Regions from separate parts of the Bicyclus anynana genome. Here region 1 is linked to region 2. A link is a contact called in public Hi-C data. All regions are on one chromosome and are shown on one strand. Each heading gives the region's core, a stretch centred on a gene start, on an enhancer-like site or on the middle of the called end of the contact. The rest is flanking DNA. Distances are from core to core; before and after follow the strand shown. Region 1 holds the start of LOC112046850 (neurogenic locus protein delta). Region 2 has its middle 47 kb from the start of LOC112057051.

Evidence for each region. Hi-C and Micro-C count contacts between places; a contact is called where the count stands out from the background.
Region 1: a contact with region 2 is called in a Hi-C map of whole body, with 2.7 times the contacts expected there. The contact joins the promoter of LOC112046850 here to the enhancer-like site in region 2. A contact is called at or near these places in 2 of 2 Hi-C or Micro-C datasets (whole body and whole larva).

What each region holds. Positions count from the first base shown.
Region 1 is chr22:4,491,701-4,496,301 of ilBicAnyn1.1, forward strand. LOC112046850 (neurogenic locus protein delta) reads left to right here and starts at 2,566. Exons shown (of 7, transcript XM_052888366.1): 1 at 2,566-2,884. The coding sequence starts at 2,837.
Region 2 is chr22:4,216,891-4,221,461 of ilBicAnyn1.1, forward strand. No RefSeq gene overlaps it. Among protein-coding and RNA genes, the nearest start is that of LOC112057051, 47 kb to the left of the region's middle. Within about 2 kb of position 2,326, at least 1 of the 8 cell types and tissues checked has open chromatin away from gene starts, as enhancers often do.

The sequences.
Region 1 (4,601 bases), core at 1,316-3,815, 280 kb after region 2:
TATAGATATATACTAGGTAAGAAGCCTATAGTTTACAATAGTAAAGTGACAAATGACAATATGAACGTATGCCGCGTCATCTACCTACTAAATGTAGGCGTGGTCCAAACGACCAATAAAAAGGTAGCGGTTAGCTGTAATAGCTGGTTCTTTAGCTTACGTGGCTTGAAACATTGTCTATCTAGATTTCGCTAGATCCGAGAGCTGGTGGACGTTTTTGCTATTGTAGGCAAGCACAATATCCTGTTCCTCTCCTATACTACCCTAAGTCACAGTATACAAACTACACACACAGTCACAGTATACTATTGTACTGTGCCTAAGTACATCATCATTATCAACCCATATTCGACTCACTGTTGAGCTCGAGTCTCCTCTTAAAATGAGTGAGGTTAGGCCACCACGCTGGCCCAATGCAGATTTGCAGATTTCACACACACAGAGAATTAAGAAAATTCTCAGCTGGTATGCAGGTTTTATCAGGATGTTTTTCCTTAACTGTTTAAGACACGTGATATTTAATTTCTTAAAATGCACTTAATTGGAAAGTTGGAGGTGTAGTCCCCGGACCGGATTCGAACCTACATCCTTCGGAATCGGAGGCAGAGGTCATATCACGGCTCTCAGCGGACTATCACGGACCCTATACTACAGCCTTTCTTTATGAGTACTGTTACCAACAAACAAATACAAGGGTATAAATTACTAGTCATTTCACACCTAATAATAATTATAATTAAATTAATGAAAATAAATTTGATTAATAATGTTTAGAGCAATTAGATATGGTTAATATATTTTATATAACATTTTCTAAACAAACCTTAAAAATTTTAAATAAATAAGTTATGAAATGACATGCGTTTTCTACCTTCATTTCTAATTTCTTTGTTGGTAAACAGTACTCATCAAGAAAGGCTGAAGTATATCTAAGTACATTAAGATAGAACTGCTGGAGACTTGACTGTGGATGGCAAGCCCTTCCTTGAGGACTTTTTTAGAAAAAATATTTTCGGTTGACGTGGTAGGTTAACACAGAAAAATTATTAAGTACATGCATAATGCATTTAAAATTATTAATATTAATAAGATTGCGTTTGATTTATAAGATTGATTATTAATATTAATAAGATGAGTTATGATGCTTAGACATAATAAATTAAAAATAATTTTCCAAATCGATACTCGGCATCTTCGAGTACCTAATCGGTGAAAATACGAACTGAAAAAAAAAAATTTAAAAAAAAGATTCCGACGAATTGAGAACCTCCTCCTTTTTTGTAGTCAGTTAAAAAAAACATCGATAGATAAAGCTAAGTATCTTTTTTTTTTTCATCAAAAAGTTTTGCACGCATTCACAATCAGCACACTGCCACCGAATTTCATTTATCCCCCGGCGATTAACAAAAAAAAACCGTAATCACTTTAAGAGAATAAAATTATATTAGTTTATTAGTGCACCCGTCCAGCTGAAAAAAGAAATAAAAAAGATTCCGACGAATTGAGAACCTCTTCCTTTTTTAAGTCGGTTAAATAAACATCGATATTTAGGTATAGCTAAGTATCTTTTTTTTTTCATCAATAAGTCTTGCACGCATTCACAATCAGCACACTGCCACCGAATTTCATTTATCCCCCGGCGATTAAAAAAAAACCCGTAATCACCCCAAGAGAATAAAATTATATTATTTTATTCGCGCACCCATCCAGCTGCGTTCTATTAGCAGATTTTGAGCACAATTTGCATACGTGAATGTACGGATAGCACGCGAACCTAAATTAATGTATCGAAATATAATTATGGCGATTTTATACGTTTTATATCGATTGGGAACGGAAACGTGGCTTTTTTTTCACATCTACTGCTGACTAACTGTTTAGAGATTTTGTATCCTGTATCAGGTAGGTGTTATTACATTTTACGTTCAGAAATTGTCTTTTTAACTTATTTTATAGTTGACCTTTTGCGGCAAATAGCTGCATCATTCACTATCAATCATCAAATTAATAATTAGTTTGGCAGGAAGTTAGGTACCTATCTACCTACCTACTAACATCCTATTAAGAAGGCGGTCACCTAGTCTACCAAATGTTTATTTTTAATTAGTTTAAATATTTTTCCTCAAATATTATTATCGCCCACCAAATCTCCTAGTTACCTACGTGTAGGTGGGCACCTAGCCTACCTACCTACCTTCCTGTTCAAAAACTTACTGAAATCATAAATTTAAATTTTCATCAACCTTGTATTTAAACTTTTGTTCTTTAGATATCTAAGTACTAAAAGCACTATACATAAATATGTAATACGTAGGTTACCTATTATATTGAACCAAAGTGCAATTTAACTTGAAATGAACTTATACAGTATTTTTTCTACGTGCTTTACTACGAGCACGTGTCCAAGACGTTTATCAAAAGGCAGACGGCTGTTTTCCGTATATTTTCTGGTTGAAGGCCCGCGGGGCGCGGGGCGCGGGCGGCGCGGCGGCGGCGGCAGATGCGCCGCGCAGCGCCATCTAGCGGCGCGGCGGGCGCCAGGTGTGCGCTGCCCGCACCGCGGCCGCCACCCGCCCTCAGTCCGCCGTCACGCACCGCCGCGATCACACGTCAGCACGGCTGCTGCACGCCGGCCGCACGCGCGCGATTCGAATTTCGAACGTAGTGCACGAAACTCCGCGACCGGTTCCCGCAGCCGATCAGTGACACCTCTAGTGTTGTGTGACTTGCAGTGAAACTCAGTGCAGCATGTGCGAGTGATGGATTACTCCGCCGCCGTCGATCTGTGACGGGTTTCGGATCCCGTGTATGCCCAGGCGCCGGTGGTCGCGCCAGTATGCGCGCTTCCGCGGTGCTCGTCGCCCTGCTAGGGTTTCTGCCCCAGGTACTGGCCGCACGCCGAAACCGCGAAACCCCGTTTGTTTACGTCCCCGAATGTATGCGAGCGAGCCGATCGCGAATCGGCGGTTACGGCACGACACTCACTTTCCCACGAGCGCAAAGAGGGCCTAGATCGTCCTGGATACTGGCCGGCGAGGGTGTAGGTTAGCTCGAGTCGTGACCGGCGCGAGGCGCTTGTGTGTGTTCAATACGTTTACCGAGCAAACACTCGGTGCATAGTTATAAAGAAAGTTCAGGTTTTAATACAGCCGGCGCGGGGTCAGCAAGGTTGCGAGCCTCTTCGTTTAAAATTAGATGCATACCTCGAGATGATTCCGATTTCCCAAAAGGACTAATTCCGCGATGCGTGGCCGGGAATAGCTGTAGACAGGCCTGTATCTGCTACGGGGATATTTCGGGCACTTGCATTGATCCACTTTTCGTTCAAAGTTAACTTTGTTTGTAGCGAGCCTAATTTTTGGGGTCGACGGCAAAGTTTGACTAAGATTGTACTAAAATAATAATAATAAATCAGGAGGTCAGTGTCCTTTAAACGGTCAAGGCTATTACTCCTAAGGGTCGTACAGATGTTAGTAAACTTTCCTGACTTATAATCAAAAATTCTATAATCTTCCTAGTATCAAAGGTTTATTTGTTATTTATTAACTCAATGATCATCAACCTTTATTAAATTATTAAAAAAGTTATGTGCCTATTCGCACATAACTTCGTGTTAGGTACTTAGAAACAATAAATAATATCTGTATTTGTATGCATCTAATAAAAGTTCGTATTATACAACCCAATAACTACATAATTAGGTAAGACAATCAGCCTAATTTAAACTAAATTGTTAATCTCAATAAAATATCCTTAAACAGTAGTAGATCATAATTCATAATGATTAAAATTAATTACATACCTCGTACGTCTTCGATAACTAATTTTCTAACAGTTTAAAGACTTCAATCTAAACCGATACAAGGTCTATCCGATTTTATTATGTGTAACACTTAACTAGTTAACATGTAATGTAACACATTCGTACCAACACACTGACAGACTGTTTCAATTACACTACAAACACTAACTCGAAATTCTTGGCTGATTCAACGTAAACTAATATAAACCAATCAGTCAAAATCTAAACCACATTTAGAACTAAATTCCATATTTAAAATTATCACGCAAATTAGGCAAAAACCAAAAGCTAATTAAATAAAATAAAAAATTCGGCACAGTTAATACTAATTACAAAAATCAGGGGTCCCAAAGACCCCAGTTCCATTGATTTGTTGTTGACTTCACCCGCATTAGGGATTTTAACCCCCTGCGCGCGCGCTGCACTAAAACTAATAATTTTTAACTCATACAACATCATTTTTACACACACATTAAAATTATTAATAGGTAGGTAAACTTGTCTAAAAGGTCACTGAACTTGGCTAGTCGTGTGATTTTCTTGCACTTTTCGATACAAATCTGCACATGTAGATGTTTTATATTTCTATTCGTCCTCCAAAATGTATACCTAATTGTATAAAAACCCGTCCACTGTTTACGTTTGGTTATAGCATTGAGAAAAAAATAGCTAGAAGCAAGATAATTTGGCTGAAATGTATGTGTGTAATGTATGTATGTATGTATGTGTAATGTATGTAATGATAAAACAAACTTTTAAATGCTATAAATATTTTCATTTTTAATAGGCTTTTGTTATT
Region 2 (4,571 bases), core at 1,076-3,575:
GCTGTTACCCTGAAGTTCTTGGATTTCGAAATGCGCTTAAAATACCTGTATTTATTGAAATACTTTAATTAAGCTTATTTAAAATAGTAGATTGTTATACCAGGGGCCAAAAGACCCATTATATACGAGGTACGAGGCGAGGTCCACTAAATAGAAACCAAGTTTTCATCTTCACAGCAGTCGGAAATTAAGTTACCGGGTAAAAGCATCTCCATTAGCATCTAAAATTGTAACATTTTATGCATTCAATTTTTAATTAAAATAAAACATTCAATACTATATGTGAATTATTTTTCTCGCAATCGTAGTGAAAAGTAAAATGTAACATTATAAACCCAACTCGGTTTTTTATTTGGCGGACCTCACCTTACGGCTCGTGCCCTAAAAAACCTGGTTGGGTCTTTTTCGCCCCTTGTATAACAATCTACTATTTGATTGTATATTTGCTTTTAGCTATGGGACCGCAGCAACCTCAAGAGGAGAGGCGAGCACAGAAGCAAGCAGGCTAGAAGATTTTTAGGAGAGCCAAACGCCTCTCTGAGTTGAGTCTGAGTCTTTGTTGCTTTTTTTTTATGGTAAAAAAATGCTATATTTTTTTAAATATGACCAATATTCCCATTTCCTTTCAACTAGTCGGAAAATACTGCATTAAGAGTAGGTAAGACAAAAAGCCCACTAGAGGGGAATCGAAATATCGTTTGAAAATGTTATCAGTTAAACAAACAGATCCAGGTCTGACTGGTGGGAGGCTTCGGCCGTGCCTAGTTACCACCCTACTGGCAAAGATTTACTGGCAAGCAATTTAGCGTTCCGGTACGACGTCGTGTAGAAACCGAAAGCGGCGTGGATTTTCATCATATTCAAAACGAATTAGTCACCTTGCATCTTAGATTGCATCATCACTTAGGTACCATCAGGTGAGATTGTAGTCAAGAGCTAACTTGTAGAGAATAAAAAAAAACAGATGTCATGAGCGACGTCCTTTTATAGTATGTAAAGATTATTCAAAATGAAAAGGAAGAAAAACTGTTAACCCTTTACTACCACCCTGCGGTCACAAAAGCCCCAGTAGGTACACAAATCATGAATGGACTAACACGAAATGTACAAATCTCGCAATTTGCGCATTTGCTGCAACTGTTACTCTAATAATACAATGGACACCATAAAATGTGCAACCACACGACAATTGAGCATATTGCATACAGTTGCATGCGGAAATGCACCTTTTGGTTATGGTCGACGATTGGCCGTAAATGTCGAGATTGATTGATTAAATTTTGGTTTACATTTGTGACACTTTAGTCATTAAGCTTGACATGTTTTATTTCTACATGACATTAGTGTTACTCGTAATAAGTTATTGAGTCTGTCTTGAATTATTGATACCATGTGAATGTACCTACTCGTGATTGTAAAGCAAATTTCTATGTACCTACAGAAAATACGCAAATACATATTTGACGGCCTCCGTGGCGCAGTGGTATGCGCGGTGGATTTACAAGACGGATGTCCTGGGTTCGATCCCCGGCTGGGCCGTTTGAGATTTTCTTAATTTGTCCAGGTCTGGCTGGTGGAAGGCTTCGGCCGTGGCTAGTTACCACCCTACCGGCAAAGACGTACCGCCAAGCGATTTAGCGTTCCGGTATGATGCCGTGTAGAAACCGAAAGGGGTGTGGATTTAACAAGTTAGCCCGCTTCCATCTTAGACTGCATCATCACTTATCATCAGGTGAGATTGTAGTCAAGGGCTAACTTGTAGAGAATAAAAAAAAAAAAATATTTTATCTGCTTCAACAAACTAATATTTGGAAATATCTTGGAATATAATTTTTTTTGTTATATAAATCTAACAGCCAGATTTATAAGTAGTTACGTAGACTATCTGACATTAGGCTATAATATACGCGTTAAATCTCTTTACGCAAGAATCTCAATCAAAAATTAGCTTTTAAAGTGAAGCCATTTTTTTTTGCGAATAAAATTCTTGTTTTTGTAACGATTTCTTTCATGAATTACCCTACGTTAAGAATTTAATTGCTCGGAATTTCACATCGCCTTTAATTTCAATTACTTAATTTAAAGCTAGCTAGCTAGTTTAGTTAGCATTTTCCGAATCATTCTATTAATTCAGGTGCGATTGAAGTCAAGCATATACAGTTTTAATAATAATACAGACCAACAATACAATACAGACATATGGGTCTACACTAAACTTTTTTTGTGACCAATTTATGCAATCGGAAGTTCCAGGCGGCATATGGTTGCAGGTAAAGGGTTGAGTGTTCTTTGACACCTCGCCGAAGCATTGTTATTGTCCAATTTGAGGAAAAAACACCACACCCGCCGACCGCTGGCCCGTTGCGCATAGATTATAGACAGGGACGGACTTGATGTGGCCAAAAGTAAAAAGAAATCGGGTCAGTTACTCCATTCACGATAAATGTCCTAGTGGTCCTAGTCATTTTTATTAACAATAGTAATCCAAAAATGAAATTAACTTATTTTGTAGTAGATTCAAACTCTTTTAGAATAAACGAACTCTTGGGCTATTAAAAATAGGCCGAGGCCGAAGGGTAAAATTAAAACCGAACGAGTACTAAGGTAAGCAGTAAATGAGTTGTTATGATTTATATAATATATAAACATAAAACCTATAAATTAATACTTAAAAATACAAGTATAAATACTAATCAGAGAGTTTGCCAAAAAAATAAGTAGCTTAGGAGTATATTTTAGAATTTCCTATAGTCACTTTCCGACTCCATTACCAGACGCCATACAGACAGATTTTTATTGCAGTCATCAATACGCAGAATATTATATCTTTCAGACTTGTCGAAGTTGGAATCGAATAGCTTTCAAGATTTGATCTACACATTTTATTTATTTATTTAAGTTGGTTATTTACTTATTTTTTTTCTCTCATTCATTTATTACTTAGTCCTTATTTATTTTTAACAATGTTAATAAAGTACAAAATACTCAGACCAATGATTGTATAGACCTGCCTCGCTAGACGTTACTTTTCTGTCAAAGTATATGATCAACGATCTAATGCGGTTATAAAAACTGTCTCTATAGAATCGATGTTAAATAGTTGTAATCGTGTTCGTCGGTTAAACAGCTTCGTAAAAATTTTTGTGTAAGTGAATTGTGTAAAAAACGGGCAAAAACTTCTAGTTTAGTATAACATATATACAAAATCTAAGCTCGTTTTCCTTAGAAAATGACAGACAATTTTGTTCGTGCCTTTGAGTGCGATACAGGTCCTTCTATAATTGGTCTGAGACAAAATATAATACAAAACACTATTAAAACTTTATTTATTATTATTAGGACCCACTAACAAGTAAAATTTGAATGCTCATGCAAAAGTATAATTTTCTCACACATCTCACTTGCTTCAAAAAGCTTTTTTCGATACATTTTCTTTCTGCGAGTCCAAGTCCACCCCTGTCCCTCTGAGCCGTTTGAGCACGCGCTGACGTTACTATTCTAAGCTGTTACCATTACATTAGATGGTCCGACGTCACGCCGTATGATAATGATCACCCGTTGCGCACAAACGTGTCCCGCCGGCGCATGCGCAGCACGACTGACGCTTTTTTTCTACCTTACTTCTGTCGTTGAGATACCTACTAGCAAAACAATAGAATCAATGAATTTATGTAATACTAGCGGACGCCCGCGACTTCGTCCGCGTGGAATTCAGTTTTTCACAAATCCCGCAGGAACCATGAATTTTTCCGGGATGAAAAGTAGCCTATGTATTAATCCAGAGTAAAATCTATTTCCATTCTAAATTTCAGCCAAATCGCTTTAGTAGCCGCAGCGTAAAAGAGGAACAAACATACTAACACACTTTCACACAAACTTTCGCCTTTATAATATTAGTGTGATATTAGGTTAAAATAAACAAAAGGTAAAACTCTTCGTAACCGAATTCATCCTAGGAAGTAAGATATTTAATTTAGCTGCGAAGTAGTATCAGTAGGGTATGGCTTACCAGGTTTCACAGACGCGGAACTGCGCTTTTTAAAACCTATATTATAATCTTGATTGGAAAACCGCAACCTATTCGACGGTTTGTTTCGTCTATTATATTTTAAAATATGACTAACTAGCTCCGCCCTAAAAAATACTATCGTGATAAATACGTATAATATATAATATACAAAAATTCAAGATTTTGTTCCTTAAATCACAGGAACACATTTATTTTTTAAGAGTAACAAACATTTATGCCATCATAACTATCACTTTTCGCAAATTTAGGGAAACCACGGATTTTTTCAGGACAAATAGTAGCTTATGTGTTAATCCAGGGAATTACCTATCTTCACTTTAAATATCAGACAATTCGGTTTAGTACTTGCGGCGTTAAAGAGTAACGTTTGTATGGATGTATGTTACTCTTTAATATCATTTTGCGTTTTTAATATAATGATAATAAAATTAGTAGGATAGGATATTCCTCAACTAGTCGGAAAGTCTGTTAGGAGTGGGTATAACAATAGTTAACAGACGGGGATCGAACCTTCGACCTCTCGGTGATGAGACAGCCACTT